2 separate regions of the Mus musculus genome follow, and region 2 is linked to region 1. The links are chromatin contacts, called in public Micro-C maps. All regions are on one chromosome and are shown on one strand. Each heading gives the region's core, a stretch centred on a gene start, on an enhancer-like site or on the middle of the called end of the contact. The rest is flanking DNA. Distances are from core to core; before and after follow the strand shown. Region 1 holds the start of Ift88 (intraflagellar transport 88). Region 2 overlaps Xpo4 (exportin 4).

Evidence for each region. Hi-C and Micro-C count contacts between places; a contact is called where the count stands out from the background.
Region 2: a Micro-C map of granulosa cells shows a contact between it and region 1, with 1.9 times the contacts expected there. The contact joins the enhancer-like site here to the promoter of Ift88 in region 1. A contact is called at or near these places in 6 of 39 promoter capture datasets (3T3-L1-derived adipocytes, the C10 cell line, the HPC-7 cell line and 4 more), 3 of 484 Hi-C or Micro-C datasets (granulosa cells, muscle stem cells and nephron progenitors), 3 of 115 datasets of contacts at active chromatin or transcription factors (the SCID.adh cell line, bone marrow-derived macrophages and oligodendrocyte precursor cells) and 5 of 9 other capture datasets (adipose tissue, embryonic stem cells, liver and 2 more).

What each region holds. Positions count from the first base shown.
Region 1 is chr14:57,421,200-57,427,454 of GRCm38.p6, reverse strand. Ift88 (intraflagellar transport 88) reads right to left here and starts at 3,384. Exons shown (of 26, transcript NM_009376.2): 1 at 3,268-3,384.
Region 2 is chr14:57,617,353-57,623,607 of GRCm38.p6, reverse strand. Xpo4 (exportin 4) reads left to right here. Exons shown (of 23, transcript NM_020506.2): 7 at 5,365-5,477. Among named protein-coding and RNA genes, the nearest start is that of Xpo4, 45 kb to the left of the region's middle. Within about 2 kb of position 3,712, at least 25 of the 459 cell types and tissues checked have an H3K27ac peak or open chromatin away from gene starts, as enhancers often do. A contact at or near this core is called in the HPC-7 cell line, bone marrow-derived macrophages, granulosa cells and 1 more, where this site is marked.

The DNA of each region.
Region 1 (6,255 bases), core at 2,135-4,634:
GTGATGAACCCTAATCATAAAATTATTTTCATTGCTACTTCATAACTATAATTTTGCTACTGTTATTCATTGGCTTCCAGTATATTCAAACAGTGTATAACCATTACATTTTCTTCATCCTATAAAAACAAAAACCTGAGGCTCTTTGACAGTTATCCCATATCCCTCCTTTTCCCCAAGCGCCTGAAAGCCACTAAATGACTTCCTGCCTCTATAGATTAGCTAAGATTCCATGTGCAAGAGACCATACAGTATGTGGCATTTATGTCTGGCTTCTTTTATTTAGCATGTTTTCAGGGTTTGTGATACAGTTTCATTATATTGCATTCTTTTTCATGACTGAATAATAAAATTACAACATTTGACTTCTTTATTCTTTAGGAGATGAATATTGGGTTGGTTCTACCTTGGGCTCTTATGAATAACCCTCTTATGAATGTTTATATGCAAGTTTTTACCTGAATATGTTTTCTTTTTAAAATGTATGTGTCTGTGTTAGGAGCTGGCCAACATGGGTACTGGAAACTTAAGACCTCTGGAAAAGCAGCAAGTGCCTTTAACTGCTGAGCCATGTCTCTAGCCATAGGTGAATATACACTCAGTTCTACTGGGTATATACCTAGGCATGAAATGTCTGGTTCAAACAGGAACGCTGTGTTAGCTTCTGGAACAGCTGCCTGTTTTTTAAGTAGAGTGATAAATATCACACCATCCTAATCAATGCCTCTTGAGATGTTAGCCACTCCCTTTTCCAGCGTATACACACTGCATAGACTACCTGCCCAAAAGTCAATAGCAGCTATCTCTGTTACCAGGTTAACTGCTCTGGTATCTTGTTATCTTGTTATCACTGTTATCTTGCTAATCACTGGACAGGAACAGAGATGTTAGCAATCAAGCATGTCAAAGGGAAGCCATAAAGTATTTCCTTTAAGTGTCAACTCAATTTATCACATCCCAAGCACTGGGAAAACAGGACAGCAGAAAATAAATAAATAAATAATAAATAAAAAGTTAGAGCAACAAACCATATTTATATTACTTGCATCTCAATATAGTATTATAAGTACTTTTCTTTTACTCTTACTGTTAATGTCTTACAGTGCCTTGTATAGTTTAAATATTATCATAAGTATGTATATTAAAAAAAAAGTGTACTAAAGGTTGTGTTTAGCCGGGTGTGGTGGGTGGTGGCACACGTCTTTAATCCCAGCACTTGGAAGGCAGAGGCAGGCGGATTTCTGAGTTCGAGGCCAGCCTGGTCTACAAAGTGAGTTCCAGGACAGCCAGGGCTATACAGAGAAACCCGGTCTCAAAAAACAAAACAAAACGAAACAAAACAAAACAAAAGGTTGTGTTTGATGAGGTTTCAAACTTCCCTAGGGGCCTTGGACTATGTCCCTCTCAGATAAGAGGGACATTCTCTGCTAAACCAGTGGCTCAAACCAGAGCACAAGCCAGCAGCTTACAGCTTTTCATTTCAGCCCCTCAGCCACCAGTGCTTCCGATTCAGAAAATCTTATGTGAAGGAGATTCCTTGATCCCTCAGAGAGGAAATGTATTGGGATTTCTTTGCAGGGGAGGGTTGTTTTGTTTCTGAGACAAGGTCTTGTGTAGCCTTGGCTGGCTTTAAACTCAACATGTAGACAAGGCTGACATTGAACTCTTGCTCCCACATCCCAAGCACTGGGATAACAGGTATGAGTTATTCTGCCCAGGCAGGATGTGAATTCCTTGTTGTGGGTATGACAGCTTCTGTGTGTGTGTGTACAGGTGTAAATGTGTGCATGTGGAAACAGAGGTCATCCTCTTTAGGCACTGCCTGCCTTGTTTTTTGAGGTAAGATCTCCCCCTGGGAAGGAGGACCTGGGGCCAGATTCAGCCAAGCTAGCTAACCAGTGAGCAGCACAAATCCTCCTGCCTCCCCCAGCCACCACATTAGGTTAAGTGGGCGCTAGGGATCACTCAGGACCTTAGGCTTCTGCAGCAAACACTTTGCCAACTGAGCATCTCCACAGCCCCAGAATGTTGATCAATAGGTTCCCAAGGGATGGATGCTGAAGCTGCTGCTCCATCGATCACACTTTCAAATCATATACTCAAAAGCTCCCTCCTTACAAACTCTTCTGATCTCACTTTCGTTTATTCATAAGGTATTGAAACAATCAGCTTTTAGAACTAGACCTTTCTTCTGGCTTTTAACCAGATTTACACACACACACACCTGGGAGACAGACCAATAGTGGAATACACAAAATTTTAAAGATGTAGAAAGCAAGGCTAGGAAATAGTAAATGAATTATCCTTTACTAACAACTATGAATGGCTAAGAAATAATACAACTCAGTATTTCTATATTCTCCAAGGTGGTTCAAAAATAATTTGGGATGCTGTCACTTCAATATTGCCAGTGAAACTATTTTACATGGCAAAGTCCTTTTTATATACTTCTACCTTGATACAGTTCACACTCAAAATGCCTATTGTAGTTTCTCCAAAGTTACCAACCAGAGTTGAAGATAAAAAGGAAAAGTGGAATTTTAGGCTTTTGGGAAAACAGTAGTCAGATATCTTTTGTCTGTGCATCCTTAGATTCAACCAACTAGAAACTGAAAACATTTGGGAGAAATTTTTTATCTGAACTGAACATGCACAGGCTCCCCCCCCCCCCCCCCGCCCCCAGCCTCCCGAGCGTGCTTTTCATTATTCCCTGAACAATTAGGCATAACAATTAATTATAGAGCAATAAACAGTCTAAGATAACAAAAATGGGAAAATGGCTTATATACAATACAAATATACCATCGTATATATGTGAAAGAGCACCTGGGAACTTTGGTATCCAGGGAAACTGGGTGTCCTAGAATCAATTCCCAGAAGATATGTTTTTATCTTTATAAGACTGTGATTTATTCATTCTTTTCTGTACTTTTGCTTTTACTCCCGATTACTAGGTAATCAAAGCTTCACCGGATGCAAGTATTAGAAATGTTCGCTGTAACCTACTGTGAAACTCTAAAAGTTTCACTGCTGCCATGGCATCGCCAAGCCGTGTGACATTAGCCCGGGTAGCCGTGCCGGGTGGAGCGGGAAGTCCACCCCCTGAGAGGAGCACCATCCAAGTGTTGGCTACGGAAGCGCAGTCGCCAGGAGCCGGGCTTGGGCGCCGCCAGCCCGCCTGCCCTCGCGACCCCGCCGCCGCTCACGCACGGGGCAGGGAGAGGGCAGCAGGGAGGGTGGCCGCGAGGGGCCGGGCGCTTCTCCTACCTCGCGCCGAGGAGGAGCGGGCTGACCACGAGTGGGCCGAGGGAAGAAGCGACGCCTGATCCTAGGCAGGCCAGAGCGGGACGCCCAGCCGTTGCCAGGCGCGACTCCAAGGAAGCCGCTCCCACAGGCCTCCGCGCCGCGTGGGCGAGGCCGGAAGCTCGTGACCGGAAGTGCAGGGCTGCTGGGACCTGTGGTCCGCCAACAGCGGAGTGATTCTCGAGGCTGGCCCAATGTTTATGGTGGTCCAGGAGATGCTACAGGTGTAGGAGTAATCACAAGAAGGAAACCAAGGTCGAGTGAACCCCGAGGCAGCCATCCCCAAAGCTGGAGACCAGAGCAAGATGGCCCGGATGAATAGAATGTGTCCCAGAGCCACTACGCGGCTTGGGAACCTTGGAAGACTGTTTTCTGTGGAACATTGCGTAGAATTGTACGCGTCGTCCCATAAATTTGTCATATTAATCCTGTCTGGGTTCTCTCTAAATAAATTTAATCTGAAAATTAAAAAGTAAAGGTAATGTAATGCCAGCTATGATGACGCACATCTGCAATGGGAGTAGAGATGACGCTCAGGAGTACAAGACCAGCAGGGGACACCCTGTCTTAAAGACAAAATAATATTTCTTTCCGGAGCAAATGTTGGGCATGTTGACTTGAAGCCCGTTATAAAAAAACTGAAGTTTACTAACCTTTATTGTTCAGTTGTGTCAGAAAGTCATTGAATATGTAACATCCACCTTAGCCTCCCACGGATGGGGGTGGGGACAGATGTAGGGGACAAACTATTAGATTGGTCAGGTTCGGGCTACTTGGTGTGTTTTGAAGACTAAACCTCTTTATCTCTGATCCAGGTGTGTTGTATCAGCATTCAGAAGGTTACCTTGCAAGTGGGGTATATCGTACAGTAACTGACAGTATCTGGCAACTGTGTGTCAATAAGTAGTTGTTACGTTAATTAGTGAACATCATGGGGATATTTTAAGTTACTGCACTTCAATATAGAAAGAAAAAATACTGGAATCACAAGTTACTGCACTTCAAAAAAGAAAGATAAATACTAGAGTCAATCTTTTTCTTTTTCTTTTTTCTTTTTTCTTTTTTTTTTTTTGTTTGTTTGTTTGCTTGTCTTTTGAGACGGGGTTTCTCTGTGTAGCCCTGGATGTCCTGGAGCTCTCTGTACACCAGCCTAGCCTCAAACTCCTTGGTGCTGGGATTAAAGGTGTGTGCCACCATTGTCCAGCACTGAACTTTTTTTTTTTTTAAATGACTGTACATTCAGGGTACCCAGTCCTTGTCTGAGAAGAAGACATTATGTTTTTGTTAAAATAAAGGTTCATCAGGCAACATATTTTCTTATTTGTTCCCACACTAATTATCAAATAAACTGTCAACATATGTAATTAGTTACATATAAAGTGGGATGGGTAGCAGACAAGCCTGAGTCCCATGAAGTGGGTATGGAGTGAAAGAGTTCCATGTGTGAACATGAAGAACACTAAAGGAAAAACAGGTTTGAGGGAGAACACATCAGGTGTCAGATGCCTAAAGAATGTGCAAGAAGAGATACTGAGTAAGCAATTGTATATAACAATATAAAGCTCAGAGGAGAGGGCTGGGAATGTAACTTAGTGTTAGAACATTTGCTTGCCGTGTTCAAGGCCCTAATTTGGATTCCAGCATCATCATAATCATTAAAGCTCAGAAAAAGATGCCCATCTAGAGATACACACTGGGGATTCAGTAATTCCTAAGAAAAGATAGTTTGTAAGATTGTGAGTGAGTGAGCAAGATGTATTTTTGGAATAGGGGGATGTAGAACGGCAAAAAAGACAAGAGATAGTAATGAGGGTGGGTAAATACCATCAAAATGCATGTGATGGCTATCTGTGATTGTCAACTTGACTATTTCTGGAATGAACTACAATCCAGAGATGGAGGGTACATCTGTGATCCAGATCTTGAAGCTGAAGACACAGGCTTTTGATCTGAATCTTGGCCTGGGATGACACAGTATTTTGGTCTGGATCTTGAGGAATAGTGATCATAAAAAGCTTAGGCCTAGACATGTTGGTACACACCTTTAATCCCAGGAGACAGAGGCAAGGAGATCTCTTAGTTCAAGGCCAGCCTGCTACAGAACAAGTTTCAGTTAAAGAAAAGCTGGGCCCAGGCAAGGTGGAACATGCCTTTAATTCCAGGAGACAGAGAAAAGCAGATCTCTGAGTTCAAGACCAGCCTTGCAGATTAAACACTATAAACATGTGACTCTAATAAGACATTTAGTAACCACTAGAGGAACTGTCACCTATGCTATCCAGAAAATACTATTAAGTCCAGTTAAATGTTTTAAATGATCATAATACCTTTTTTTAAGACTTTGTCTCCAATTTAGGATCTCACTAAATAATAATTCTTTAAAAAGATAAACACTGGGGGCTGGAGAGATGGCTCAGCGGTTAAGAGCACCGACTGCTCTTCTGAAGATCGTGAGTTCAAATCCCAGCAACCACATGATGGCTCACAACCATCTGTAATGAGATCTGATGCCCCTCTTCTGGTGTGTCTGAAGACAGCTACAGTGTACTTACATATAATAAATTAATAAATCTTTTTTAAAAAAGATAAACACTATTTTTTGCTACTGAAACCAATAAAAATAAAAGTTCAAAGAAATCTCCTGACCTTTGGATAAATATTTGGATCCTATATTGGAAATAAAGAGTGCACTCATATTTTAATCCAAAGCTCGGATTTGCAGAATTTCTTACTTCTAAGCTACAGGTTAAACTAATCTTGCCATTAATTTCAATCTGTTCAAAAATAAGTGGATACCGGACTGTAAATTACCTTAGTAGAAGGATCTAGTCACATCATTAAAACCACAGCCACTAACTTGCTGAAATTAACATGAGCTACTCAAGGAGCCATGATGTGCTGCAAGCTGTACCCACACTGCATGGCCCAAAGGCAGTGAATAAAGATAACAGT
Region 2 (6,255 bases), core at 2,463-4,962, 200 kb before region 1:
AGTATTTTCTTCAGTCCACTGAGTAATTAGTTTCATTCCCACTGTCTTTTGTATTGCTGTCTGATGTGATACATTGGAAGTTGGTAAAGTGATTAATCAGTATTTGAAATTATGTGTGCATTATCCTTTTCAGGAGTGTTTCCATATTCCAGAAAAAGTATTTAAAAAGAAACAGCAGAGTTTCTGACTCTGGGCCATTGTGGGGAAAGAGTCATTGAAGAACAGACTCTAGTCTTTCAGTGCAGTGAGTTGTGCTGACTGTATGTGTAATTGTTCAGAAGATTTTGTTTAGTTTTGTAGCTCTTGGACATGTTGTTCCTGCCTGCCTTCCCTCCTGCCGTGATGTACCCTGTTCTCTCTTGGTTCTAGATGGTGCTGTACTACACTGTACTTCTATGTCATTGCCATAGAGGGGGACACTTAGAGTGCAGGAACATGGAGTGACAGTGCTCAGAGGCAGAGAAATCAAGGTGGCCTAAGACGCTTGCTGTTTCCAAAAGATAAGACATTTTATCTTCTTTTTCTAGCTTCACATGGTGTTCACATAGTATTTTGTGTAGTGTAAGTTAAGTGCAAGAATAGAAGGGATGGAATAAATACATATTTTTAAACCCAGTGAGTGAACTTGCTTTCACAGCATGATCAAACTGCTTAGGAAACATAGGTCAAAGGCGTCTGGGCGGCTGCAGCCTGTTGGTGGCGGCGCTGTTTGGTACCCGTTACCTTTTGGATTGGGAAGTTCATTCATTCAGGTGTAATTTTAGGCAAATATGGTTTACCTACTATAACTATACTTCTTACTGGAAAGTGATTCATTTAAAATACTTAACATTTGTAAGGAATTCTGTCTGTTGGGTTCTTAATTGCCAGCCTAGGTTATTTTGCTTCATTCTCCATGAATGCCACAGCAGGGCAGTCACAGTGTGTGCTCTGCAGCTTAGAGTGTAGTGTTGCTTAATTTGGAAAGTGATGGTTGTGGGGATGGAGCTGCTCTCTGGATTACATAGGTCTTCTCTGCCTTAGGTTTGCTGACTAGTGAATCTTAAGGCAAGAAGGACTCCATGGAGAGTTTGGATTGTTGATTTTTAAACTGAATCCTCCTAGGTCTTTCTGTGCATTTAACGGAGGCAGCAGGGTCTTTGTTATTTTTAGAAAGCTGTTAAGTAGAAAGCACATCACGACCCTGTGAATTTAGCCCCTTTGAGGACTAATTGAAGCAATTCTTGACATACTTAGTGTATTATTAGCAGATTTGGGTTCTTAATTGCACTGGTGACATAATAATACAACCCTGTTGCCATTAATGGAAGATTACTAGTTCACTCAGCTGAACATCCAGAGGCAGTTTTACATGTTCTGGTAGTGCCCTTGGTAGCGTTGTATATTTGTTTAGATAAAGATCATGTTCCCACTGAGAAGAGGTTCAGTGATTAGGGTTAGCATCCTCATCAGCACCGGCTTTCTTATGTCTGTGGCCATCCTTGTCCGTGTTTCCCTAGTGCTGAGGTTAGAAGCATGTGCTCCCCGATTATGTGGTGGTGGAGATTGAACCCAGGGCTGCGTGCTCACAGAATGATCACTTTACCAACAGAGCCACATCCTCAGGGTTTTCTCCTTTCACTGTCACAATAAAGTGGACAAGAGCTAATTTGTTTATGTAAGTACTCATTTATTTTCTAACTACAGCTCTGCCCTGTGGGTTGAGGTGGATGTACATGCTGAGCTCAATCTGTTATTCAAGAGCTTGACACAGAAGACTTCGTAGGATTAGCCAGTGAGAGCCACTAGTAGGGAGGGATTAAACTTGTCCTCTGGCTCTTGGCGGGTGTTTGTCTTGGTCCTGAAGTTACAGATTCTTCAGAAGTCTGTGAAGTGTTTTGGTTTTGTTTGTTTGTTTGTTTGTTTTTTTAATTTGAGAGGCTCTTTATGGAGAGGGGCAGGGAATATTGAATTAGTTTCTGCTCCAAGCTACAGTAGAATTTACATGCAGTTCTGACTGATTTTCCAAGAGATTAAGATGGTGTTGAACTTGGAAGCCTGGTTGAGTTTTAACACCTCAGTTCTGCCCTGTGCTAGAACTTGGCTGGGAGTGAGTGGGTTTGTGCTTAGTATGGTGACAGGCAGGGCCTGTGCACTGGGACTTTGTCATTTGGTCAAACCTGAAAAAGGGAAGGTTAGATGAGGTTGACACAATTTTCAAAGTGATGCAGACTTATTAAAAAACAGAATGCAGTTATCTTGTTGGTTGCAAATGAATTATATAAAATGTAAATTATATAAATATTTAAATATATAGAAAAGTATTTAAAGTTATCACTCAGAAAAATTTGGAATTTATACAGGTTTTTTGTTGTTGTTGTTAAAGTATATACAAATATTTAAATATATAGAAAAGTATTTAAAGTTATCACTCAGAAAAATTTGGAATTTATACAGGTTTTTTGTTGTTGTTGTTAAAGTAATAGCTATTTACTGTTGTGATTCTTTTGCTTCATGAGATCTGCCTTCTGTGTATTGCATAGAGTGAAAATCACTGATCAGTCGATAGCAGACCACTCTCTTGTTGATGACATGTTTTTAAAAGATAAGAAAATATAGTATCTGGAAACCAGAACATATTTCAGTAAGAACCAAAGCTTTGCAATCTTGTAAAAGAGCAACTACTGTTTATTGAAGCTATTTTTAGTGAACTTTGCTTTAACATTAAGGTAACGTCTTAATTAAAAGTACTTTATTGTTGTAGTTTGAGAGAGAAAGGGAGCATGAGCACCTGCTGTCTTGGCACAGAGCCCAAGGGCCATGGGACTTGTGGGGTCAGAGGACGGAGCTGCAGAATGGCTTTCCTTCTACCTTTAGGCGGGTTTCAGGGATTGAATTCAGGCAGGCAGCAGATGTGCACAGCAAGCACTTTTACTTACCAGATGTTTGTGCCAGCACTCAACTGTTTGTTTGTTGTTGTTTGAGATCAGGATGTCTCTAGCCCTTGCTGTCCTGGAGCTCACTGTGTAGACTTCTGCCTCCCGGGTGATGGTTTACAAGCATGTGCCACCGCACCTGGCTCTGCCGTTTTTAGGACATTGTTGTAAGAGTAGAAAAGTTAGATTTCTAAATTCTGACTAACAATTTTATTTACTTTTTGGGGTTTTTTTTTTTGTTTGTTTGTTTTTTAAACAAAATTAAAAAATTGAACTACCTTCGTTCTTTACATTATTTTGATATGTATGGTCTGTCTCTATATATTTTGATGTCTAGATCTGCATGTATGTGTTCCCCTCACAGTGTCATGTGATCTCTAGACTGACGAGGGCATCACACCATCTCAGATCGTGCACTATTTAAACAATTGAGTATATTTCATTACTGACCTTTCACATAATAAAAATACCTTTAATAAAATGGCGGGGCTGGTGAGATGGCTCAGTGGGTAAGAGCACCCGACTGCTCTTCCGAAGGTCAGGAGTTCAAATCCCAGCAACCACATGGTGGCTCACAACCATCTGTAAGGAGATCTGACGCCCTCTTCTGGAGTGTCTGAAGACAGCTACAGTGTACTTACATATAATAAATAAATAAATCTTTTAAAAAAAAAATAAATAAAATGGCACTAAAACTAAAAAAGATAAATGGCTGCTTTCTGTTTCAAGAGATATAAAGCCTTGATCTCTTTCCCCAGATAATCTGTTCTGAACACTAACGATCCTTTACCTGCTTCAGTGTGAATTTCAAAAGCATATGAAAAACTAGCCAGTAGACTGTTGTTGCAATAAACAGCAGATATCAGCTGTGAGTCCTTCAGTTTGTTTTTCTAAAAGGTAATGAGACTGAGGTCCCCTAGTGCTTTTGAGGAAAGGAACCACTTTCCATTGGTCATTGGCTGGTTTCTCTTTGTCCTGTCCTGGCTTCCTTTCCTTAGGGTTTCATTCTCTGTGTCCACAAGGGGGCGGATAAAGGAAGAGGGAAATACTAAGTGAGCCTGTTCAGGGTTTCACTTCAGTTAGTCAGTTAGGAGTTTGAGAATGACATCAGAAAGAAGCAGTGACTTCTTCTTAGGGCCACTCAGTGCCCTCCGTAGCCCTCTTCACAGACAAGAAGCAGTCTCATAAACAACTGACTTTTAAAGGATGGTTTCCAAAGCAGTGTTACCTACCTTCAGTTTTTTCTGTAAATAATTTCTCTCTACTAAAGAATGAGTTGGGTATAAGGAAATGGCAGCATTTGAATGTATGTCTGATTTCTTTGCGGAGTGTCATCTTAGATTGAGATTTCTCACTGAATGATGTGAATATTGCCTAGTTCAGTCTGCTTCACAAAGAAGTGCAAAGAAGGCATCCTTCTCATTTCTTAAAGGCTTAGTTACTATGGCAGTGCTACTGAGTACATTACACTCATCAACATCTACAGACACATACTTATTATGATGGTTAATTTATTTGCAGCAAATTTATTCAATTGAAGCATATTTGATAGTGAATACCTCAACACCTTATATACTGTTTGAGTCTATGGGAATGTTACTTTCTCAGTGTATTATGTGTTTGGGGGCGGTGTATGCTCATGTATATTAATGTGTGCCTGCTTTTTTTTTTGCAGAATGTCATCTTAGATGCCTGTGTTGAGATTTCTCACTCAATCTCAATATTTTGTATATGTATATGTCTGTGTAGAGGACAGAGGACAGCTTCTGTAGTCATTACTTGGGAGATAGGGTCTCTTTTCACTGGCCTGGAGCACATCAAGTGGGCCAGATGGCTGTCCAGTGAGTCCTGGAAGATCCATGCCTTTCTACCTCCCTTGAGTCTATGGGAATTTTGAATAAAAATGTGTTTTCTGTCAACTGCTTAATTGTTTGTTTTGACTTGGTGTTGGGGTACTGTGATCTCAATTTTTCTGTTTTAGTATGGAGCTTAGTTGCTCTTTCATGTTCTTTTCCTGTGAACATACTTCTTTTGGAAAACTTCTGTTTTTCCCTATAGTCTATATGAAACTCATTTTGTGTATATGATTTTAGCTGTTTAAAATATTGGGTAAAGTAGTGGGGCAAATTTACCAAAATTGATTCTTTAGGCTTAGTTTTTGATGTCTGTTTTTAAAGTCATTTTTCCCCCTTTCTGTTGCTTCTATTAAGATCTCTGGTATGGCACATGTAAGGATTAAACCCGTTACCTAACATTCCTATAGCATTCTTTTTTTCAGCACTTAATGCCTTTTATTCCTTAGCTTCAGGCACGAATTATGTAGCATATGTGAAGAGGCTTAAACTGTTTCCATTGCATTCTTTCTGGCTGGCTGCTGTTATATTTAGGGTATACTTATAGTTTAGACAAAGTAAGAATGTTATTGTTGTTGACCTTGACACTAGATAACTGGGCAGACATTATATAGCTATGTTTGAATCCTCACAAAATGTGCTGTTGAAGCCAACAGAGTCCTGGCGGGAGGCTCTTCTGGACAGCAGAGTTATGGAGCTCTTCTTCACTGTAAGTCCTCGTCTTCAACTCTGGCTAGCTAGGGGCATGGTGAGAGGAAGGGAACGCCTTTGCTTTTCTTAAGCAAAACAGGGCAGGTTTTCCCCATGTGGTTTCTCTTCTCACAACTGACTTACTAAAAGAAATTATATGACAAAGTTGTTGCTGATGTACAAATACTATCTCATTTTGAAGGGCTTAGATCCTACAACAAAACTTCTTGGACTTTGTAACCACTCTTTACAGTCTTAAAAACCCAGCACTTCCTGCTAGCTTGTGTTGTGTGGGTTGCATGGCTATTGTTACGTAACATTAGGAATCCAAACTGACAAAAGCAAAAGAAGATGACAGTACAACAAAAATATAGCATGTTCTCATAATAAAAGTAAACTCAGTCTGGCTGAAAACTTGAAGAAATACTTTCTTTCACTAAAAATATCAACAAGAAACCATTATAACATAAATACCTTCAACGAACAAATACTTTGAAATGTGTAGTGAAAACAACTGGCATAAACTGGGTTTTGGTTTTGTTTGCTTTATATTTTGGCAAATCTGTCTAGCACCTGCTTTAATAAAAGGTAAGCAGATTTCCCTTTTTTATATTTCATTCAGTTGGTATTTTAAATCGTGACCTTAGGAAAAGCTTTCTGTGTGTGTGTTTGCAGTGCACAGGGAAGAGCAGAAATGCTTTAGTGCTCTTAAGAACACAGTCTGCAGCAGCTAGCAAGTTGACGGATCCCTAGACTGCATTTTAAGGACTGTTCCCTAGTGAGCTGTATACATAAGA